Linked DNA regions of Nomascus leucogenys: region 2 is linked to region 1. Evidence: chromatin contacts called from public Hi-C data. All regions are on one chromosome and are shown on one strand. The core of a region is the stretch at or near the end of the contact, and the rest is flanking DNA. Distances in the headings are between cores, read along the strand shown.

The links. Hi-C and Micro-C count contacts between places; a contact is called where the count stands out from the background.
Region 2: a contact with region 1 is called in a Hi-C map of an unstated tissue, with 2.7 times the contacts expected there. The contact joins the enhancer-like site here to the promoter of SP140L in region 1. A contact is called at or near these places in 2 of 4 Hi-C or Micro-C datasets (a lymphoblastoid cell line and an unstated tissue).

Annotation. Positions count from the first base shown.
Region 1 is chr22a:130,961,223-130,965,265 of Asia_NLE_v1, reverse strand. SP140L (nuclear body protein SP140-like protein) reads right to left here and starts at 1,883. Exons shown (of 19, transcript XM_030802386.1): 1 at 1,769-1,883; 2 at 291-365. The coding sequence starts at 1,800.
Region 2 is chr22a:131,215,062-131,219,562 of Asia_NLE_v1, reverse strand. No RefSeq gene overlaps it. Among named protein-coding and RNA genes, the nearest start is that of CAB39, 110 kb to the left of the region's middle. Within about 2 kb of position 2,907, the one cell type or tissue checked has an H3K27ac peak away from gene starts, as active enhancers do. A contact at or near this core is called in a lymphoblastoid cell line, where this site is marked.

The sequences.
Region 1 (4,043 bases), core at 634-3,133:
ATCTAAGTTGTAAGATGTTTATACATGAAATTTTAAGCTGTTAATAAGACAGAAGTCACCATATACAAATGTAAGGGACAAGAAAAGTATATTTATACTTTGCAGAATATTTAGTGAACTCTCCCATATCATGAAAAAAAGACAAGCACCTCAACTGAATCACATTGGCAAAAAATGAACAAAAAAATTATAGAAGAGGAAATTTAAGTGGCCAAGAAACATGAAAAGCTGTTCAGCTTTCCACAATATCAGGAAAATACAAATTAAAACAAAATGCAATTCTTCATCACCTTTGCAGACTTTGGCTGTGTGCGGGAAGATGGTTCATCTCATTTGCTACTCGTGAAACACATCCGTTCAGCCTCCTAAAAAGACAATTTGGCAGGATCTACAAACAAGTAAATAACAGCACCCTTTGCTTCAACAATTCCACTTTTTAAGGTTTAGACACAAGATAAATACTTGTATACGTGCAAAAAAAGAGAAATATATAATCATTATTATAGCTTATTGATAAATGTGAACAATTGAAAACAATCTAAATGTCCTTCAATTGGAGAATGGTTAAAAAATTATGCTATGTAAATTCTATGGAATAGTATGTGTAAAAAGAATGAGGTAGATCTACATGTATTAAGGTGAAAAGATATCTAAGATTTCCACCATTAAAATGAGTAAAAATGCAAAATGCAGAATAGCATGCACAATGTAATTCCATTTATTACAAAACGAGAACACAAATTATGTGTTTACAAAAACATACTTCGTACACATAAATGCATCGAAAAATATGAGAAAAGCTATGCCCAAGACTCTTCACAAGACTGTGAAAGGAAGCTACAAGGCGAAGTGAGTGGTGAAGAAGACTTTTTCCTTTATATACTTCTCCACTGTTTGACATTTTATGAGTAAGAATGTACTGTATTTCTTTTGTACTAAAAAATTTAAAAGATTAAAATCGCTTGAACCCAGGAGACAGAGGTTGCAGTGAGCTGAGATTGTGCCACTGCACTCCAGCCTGGGTGACAGAGTGAGACCCTGTCTCAAAAAAATAAAATAAAATAAAAAGATTAAGTAATGTTATTTATAAACTCGTTACTAGAGAAAAGATAGGATTTCCATCTCTTTTCTGGTCAGCGGCATCCCCCATCTTGGGACAGGAAATTGAAGTAAAAATAAAAATATTTAGCTTTCTGCCATCCTGGACCTTTTCCTTCTTTTTCCTTCTTTGGATCAAGGTCAATTGTATCAGAATTCTCACCCTGAGTCAGTCAAGGAAATAGCCCCAAAGCTGACCCAGGCCTCTTCCCGAGACAGGTGAAACCACAGTTTCCAGTGTTCAAAAGTAAGCCAGCTGTTTACCCTGGAGTGTCTATTTCCTAAACTACCTTCTTTGACATGACATATGTGAAGGTAGAGAGGGCAGAGGGATGTGAAAGGGTTCGGAGACCATGAGGAAATAATAACTCTCAGTCACAAATGACTGAAACGACTGTTCAGAGTGCCCCGGCCAGCTGAGCAGTAGTTTCAAAACAAGAAAAGTCATCTGTGTTATGGCAAGCTGGACTCACACAAACAGCTGTCCTGCTGCGGTTGTAAAAATCTGATTTCCTTATTACATTCTCTTTTATTTCATTATATTACACTACCTACCTACGTTCTTGCAAAGCAGGACTAAACCGAAGCTTTAGACAGAAACCGAACTAAAGGCATGAAAGCTCCAATACTGCCAGAGATAAAGGTTAAAGGAAGAGAGATAAAGACTCACCTGGTGCTCAGGTCGCTGCCCCCACCTGCCATCGTCCCACCCCAGGCCCTGCCTGGGTCTCAGAGCCTGGCCTATGAGCTCCCCCGTCGGCCCAGCCCGCGTGCAGTGCGGCTGCGCAGACTCGGAGCAGGAAGTCGGCCGACAGACTGACTCACCCTCACAGGTTTCTGCCCAAATGGGGAAAAGAGAAGTGAAAGTATTTAACTTCCTGCTGGGATACAGACACCGTGTTTCTCCTCCTTTTTCACTCCAAGGGGTTCTCAGCTTTTCTGAAATGTGGCAGAGGGTTGGAAGAGAGGCCTGACAAGCAGCAAGACCTGCAGGACCAGGGAAGGAGGGCCCAGGGGACGAGCAGTGCCGGCTCCCGGGAGTCCACTTGTTTGTGCAATAGACAGCAAAAAAAAAAAAAGTCCTTGAACCAAAATTGTCCTTAGCTGCTCTGCCCTCTAAGAGGGGGCATAGTTTACATGGGAGTCGGGGGGAGACTCCATGTTTGCCCCTTCCCCTTGCTGAAATGGCTGGTGGTGGGAGTTGCAGGGTTGGAGGGAAAGCCAGAAACTTCAAATCTTCTTTCAGGCCCATGGGAGAGCATGGACTGGACTAAGGTAGGTCCTGACATTGGGACCCAGGGCTGGAGAGAACCAAAATGCTCGGCATTATAACCTGGGGAGAGTGTTCTTAGCCTTCCTGGAAATCAGCCAGAAGTAAGAGAGAACTCTCCACACCCCTGGGACCAGAGGCTGCAGCCAGCATGGTAAGAAAGGCGAACATTTTAGGTACAAGGGTTTAAGGAATCTTGACTATGGGGCCATCTTGGAACAGCCAGGGGTGAAGACACATCTGAGCTTCGGAGAAGTCACTGGAATCTTGAGAGGACAAAAGCTTCTCATTGGAGGAGGATGGAGGTTGGAACCCAGATGATCTAGACATGGAAGGGCAGGGTGGCTCGCGCTGGGGGTTCTATCTCTGCCCAGATTTTCCATTTAGATTCTAATTCATCATTCCTCAAAGAACAAGAAGTGACAGAGAAGACTTGCTTTACATCAGTATAAAGTCATAGGTAAAGAAATAGAAGCAAAGGGCGCATGAGAATGGGGCCACAGGACACAACCAGGGACCAAAACTCCAGGCAGAACCATGGAGCGGAGACAGGGAGGCAGCTGGGAGCCTGGGGGCGCTGGAATCCAGGGCCCAAGGTGAGCAGAGGGTGGAACCTGGTGAGGATTCAGGGGCCAGAAGGGATGGTGCTCCACAGCCATGTTTTCCAAATCATATTCTGCTGAATCCAACTTTTTCCAGCCCCCACCCCCAGCCATCTCAGCAAGGGGAAGGGGCAAACATGGAGTCTCCCCCCGACTCCCATGTAAACTATGCCCCCTCTTAGAGGGCAGAGCAGCTAAGGACAATTTTGGTTCAAGGACATTTTTTTTTTTTTTTTTTGCTGTTTATTGCACAATAGTTGTAAGCTGTGAATGCTTGTCCAGGTACATTTGAAAATATGAGGGTGAGGGGTTTCTACCCTGATTCTACTGGTGCCGTTTTCCCCAAAATGAGTGAATAAGCAGGTGCCAGGACACTGGTGAGGACAGCTTTTCCAGTGGGCGAGGTCACTGTTTCTATCAGGTGCTGCACACCTGTAGGTCTCTCTCTCTCTTTCTCTTGCTCGCTCCCCCGTGACTCCCCAGTTTTATGGGGGCACAGTGGCTGGTAAGCTGAGCATCTGTTGGGCACAGTTGTCCTCTGATCCCAGTCTCCATGGAGCACAGCAGCCCTGACAAGGCCTGGCGCGGACCACACCAGTCTGCTCTGGCGTCCGCACTCACCCCTCTCACTGCTCTTGGGCAGCAGGCAGGCTCAGGCCACTGAGTGGCACTGACATAAATGTACCAGCTTTTCTCTGGGTGTGCTTAGGGGCTGGAATTCCACATCAATGAGCTGGCTGGGAAATCCGCAAGTGTTGACCTTCACATGTGGACATGCCCTTGCTAGGGCAGCTCCTGGCAGCAGGGATGATGTTCTTGTCAGACAGGCTTCGAGAAAGCTGAGGACACACCACACTCTGCAAAAGCAATGCCAGTTAATGGAGAATCTCTAGGCCTCTGTGGGAAAAGCAAAGTTTCTTTGATCCAGAATATGTCAGACACACCTGGGTTGGGAAAGGGACAGGACCAAATTAAGAAGTAGCATGAAGTTCTAAAAATCCTGCTGGATTGTTTAGAAGGAAATAATGGAACTCCTGGAGCATTTTCTATGGCTGCAAGGAGCACAGGCAACA
Region 2 (4,501 bases), core at 1,658-4,157, 250 kb before region 1:
TTTCCATATTTAGTGCTTCCTTCAGGAGCTCTTGTAAGCCTGGCCTGGTGGTGGCAAAATCTCTCAGCATTTGCTTGTCTGTAAAGGATTTTATTTCTCCTTCACTTATGAAGCTTAGTTTTGCTGGATATGAGATTCTGGGTTGAAAATTCTTTTCTTTAAGAATGTTGAATAATGCCCCCCACTCTATTCTGGCTTGTAGGGTTTCTGCAGAGAGATCCACTGTTAGTCTGATGGGCTTCCCTTTGTGGGTAACCTGATCTTTCTCTCTGACTGCCCTTAACATTTTTTCCTTTATTTCAACTTTGGTGAATCTGACAATTACGTGTCTTGGGGTTGCTCTTCTCGAGGAGTATTTTTGTGGTGTTCTCTGTATTTCCCGGATTTGAATGTTGGCCTGTCTTGCTAGGTTGGGGGAAGTTCTCCTGGATAATATCTTGAAGAGTGTTTTCCAACTTGCTTCCATTCTCCCCGTCACTTTCAGGTACACCAATCAAATGTAGATTTGGTCTTTTCACATAGTCCCATATTTCTTTTCATTCTTTTTTCTCTAATTTTGCCTTCATGCTTTATTTCATTAAGTTGATCTTCAATCTCTGATATCCTCTCTTACACTTGATCAATTTGGCTATTGATGCTTGTGTATGCTTCACAAAGTTCTCGTGCTGTGTTTTTCAGTTCCATCAGGTCATTTATATTCTCTAAACTGGTTATTTTAGTTAGCAATTCCTCTAACCTTTTTTCAAGGTTCTTAGCTTCCTTGCATTGGGTTAGAACATGCTCCTATAGCTTGGAGGAGTTTGTTATTACTCACCTTCTGGAGCCTACTTCTGTCAATTTGTCATACTCCTTCTTTTTCCAGTTTTGTGCCCTTGCTGGTGAGGAGTTGTGATCCTTTGGAGGAGAAGAGGCATTCTGGTTTTTGGAATTTTCAGCCTTTTTGTGCTGGTTTTTCCTCATCTTTGTGGATTCATCTACCTTTGGTCTTTGATGTTGGTGACCTTCACATGGAGTTTCTGTGTGGTTGTCCTTTCTGTTGATGTTGACGCTATTGCATTCTGTTTGTTAGTTTTCCTTCTAACAGTCAGGTCCTTCTTCTGCAGGTCTGCTGAGTTTGCTGGAGGTCCACTCCAGACCCTGATTGTCTGGGTATCACAAGCAGAGGCTGCAGAACAGCAAAGATTGCTTCCTGTTCTTTCCTCTGGAAGCTTCATCCCAGAGGGGCACCTGCCAGATGCCAGCCAGAGCTCTCCTATATGAGGTGTCTGTTGACCCCTGCTGGGGGGTATCTCCCAGTCAGGAGGCACAGGGGTCAGGGACTCACTTGAGGAGGCAATCTGTCCCTTAGCAGAGCTTGAGCACTGTTCTGGGAGATCTGTTCGTCTCTTCAGAGCCAGCAGGCAGGAATGTTTAAGTCTGCTGAAGCTGCGCCCACAGGTGCTCTGTCCCAGGGAGGTCGGAGTTTTATCTATAAGCCTCTGACTGCGGCTGCTGCCTTTCTTTCAGATATGCCCTGCCCAGAGAGGAGCAATCTAGACAGGCAATCTGGCTACAACAGCCTTGCTGAGCTGTAGTGGGCTCTACCTATTCTGAACTTCCCAGTGGCTTTGTTTACACTGTGAGGGAAAACCCACCTACTCGAGCCTTAGTAATGGTGGACGCCCCTCCTCCCACCAAGCTTGAGCATCCCAGGTCAACTTCAGATGGCTGTGCTGCCAGCAAGAATTTCAAGCCAGTCAGTCTTAGCTTGCTGGGCTCCATGGGGGTGGGATCTGCTGAGCTGGACCACTTGGCTCCCTGGCTTCAGCCCCCTTTCCAGAGGAGTGAATGGTTCTGTCTCACTGGCGTTCCAGGCACCACTGGGTTACGGAAAGACAAACTCCTGCAGTTAGCTCGGTGTCTGCCCAAATGGCTGCTCAGTTTTGTGCTTGAAACCCAGGGCCCTTGTGGTGTAGGCACCTGAGGGAATCTCCTGGTCTGCAGGTTGCAAAGACCATGGGAAAAGTGTAGTATCTGTGCTGGAGTGCACTGTTTCTCATGGCACAGTCTCTCGTGGCTTCCCTTGGCTAGGGGAGGGCGTTTCCTGACCTCTTGGGCTTCCCAGTTGAGGCAATGCCCCACTCTGCTTTGGCTCACCCTCTGTGAGCTGCACCCACTGTCTAACCAGTCCCAGTGAGATGAGCTTGGTACCTCAGTTGGAAATGCAGAAATTACCTGCCTTCTGCATTGATCTTGCTGGGAGCTGCAGACTGGAACTGTTCTTATTTGGCCATTTTGCCAGCCACCCCGACCTAGTCCCTATTTTTAATTTTTTGAGGAAACTTCACACTGTTTTACAGACTGGCAGCACCAATTTACATTCCCACCAACAACATATACGTGTTTTCTCTACATCCTTGCCAACACCTGTTACCTTTTCACCTTTTGATGCTAGCCATCTAACAGGGGTGAGATGGTATCTCACTGTGGTTTTGATTTTCATTTCCCTGAAACTCCCTGGGAGGGGACTGGAGATCTGTCTTTAGGCAGATCGGGGGAGTTCAGGGAAAACATCTCTCTGTCTTTGGTCTTTCTGAAGTGTCTTCAGCTCAAAGTGACCAGCACACCAAAGTAGCATATTTTGGGGTGGCATTTCCTGAGCTCTTTCAAGGGGCTCAGGGCAGTGGCTTTTCCCCAAGTAGGTTAAAAGTGTGTTAATGCTTCAGTACTGTGTAGGGCTTTAGTGCAGCACCCTAGCTGGATATCAGCCCCACCAGGTATGGGTGGGGTTCTGGGAGAGGGCCTGGGCTCTCAGGAGGCTGCACTTGTGATAGCAGCTGACTTCCCGTAAGTGCACTGGTGCAGGAAGAGTGAGCCCTGCTTCCTGTCTGTGTTGCTGGGGGTGTGCGGGGGTGTGTGTGGGGGAACAGAGGGGAAGCCAGGCCCTTGAACTTGATCTTTTGTCATGCAGGCACTGCAGCTGGGGGTTGGCGGCTTCCTGGAGAGTGCCTGAAAGGGACTCTGGCAGTGCAGCTCCTTCCTCGGGGCAAGAACCCTGAGCTGGGGCAGTGATTTCCCTCCCTTGGATTTCCTCACTTTTGTTTTGTTTTCTCTTTTTTTTTTTTTGAGACGGGGTTTTGCTCTTGTCGCCCAGGCTGGAGTGCAGTGGCATGATCTTGGCTCACTGTAACCTCCGCCTCCCGGGTTCAAGTGATTTTCCTGCTTCAGTTGCCCGAGTAGCTGGGATTACAGGTGTGCACCACCATGCCTGGCTAATTTTTGTATTTTTAGTAGAGATGGGGTTTCACCATGTTGGTCAGGCTGGTCTTGAACTCCTGACCTCAAGTGATCCACTAGCCTCGGCCTCCCAAAGTGCTGGGATTACAGGCATGAGCCACTGTGCCTGGCCTCAAATTCTTTTAAACCATTAAATTAGATGGGTGCGGTGGCTCACGCCTGTAATCCCAGCATTTTGGGAGACCGAGTCAGGTGAATCACTTGAGGTCAGGAGTTTGAGACCAGCCTGGCCAACATGATGAAAACTCCATCTCTCCTAAAATACAAAAATTAACCGGACATGGTGGTGGGGCCTGTAATTCCAGCTACTGGGAAGGCTGAGGCAGAAGAATCGCTTGAACCTGGGAGGTGGAGGTTGCAGAGGGCCAAGATCACGTCACTGCACTCCAGCCTGGGAGACAGAGTGAGACTCGGTCTCAAAAAACAAAAAACAAAAACCCCCAAACCCCCATAAACTATTAAGTTTTGCAGCCAAACCTCATTCGTCCTGGGTGTGGCTGAATCCAGGGAGGAGGGGAAAGCTCCATTACGCGGGCTTCAGGCCCACACCTGTGCCGTTGTTTTGCAGTCACCTGAAACCAGCAGAAAAAGCAGCTCAACTGTGGCTCTGAGAAACTTCTGATATTGGTCATGACATTCATCCTCTATAAAATCTCACTCTCAACTAAGCCGAGCCTCCCTGCCCCCGCCAATTTATTTTTCTGTCCCCAGTTATGCTCAGCGCTATTGTCTGTCCTCACGCTCCAGAGAGCAGCATGTGATAGCTTAGTTGGACTAATTAACACGAAGCTCCACATTCAAATAACATGAGTCCTCTCCCATTATCATTATTATTTATTGTAGCAAAGTATCCATAATAGTTATCATTTCATTGTTAATATATATGATTATTTATCATTATCAATTTCTCATTTAGTCATTTGTAAGTGTGCAATTCAGTGGTATTAAATACATTCACAATACATTCGTGTAAACGTCACCACTATTTCCAAAACTTGTTTGTCATTCCCAACGTAAACTCTCTACCCTTTATACAAATAACACCGCATTCCTTCCCCCTCCTCCCATCCCCTGGTGACCTTGATTCTATTCTCTGTTTCTATGAATTTGCTTATTCTGGGTACCTTAGATCAGTGGAATCACACATTTGTCCTTCCGTGTCTGGCTGATTTCACTTAGCCCAGTGTTTTCAAGGTCATCTACACTGCAGCACATATCAACATTT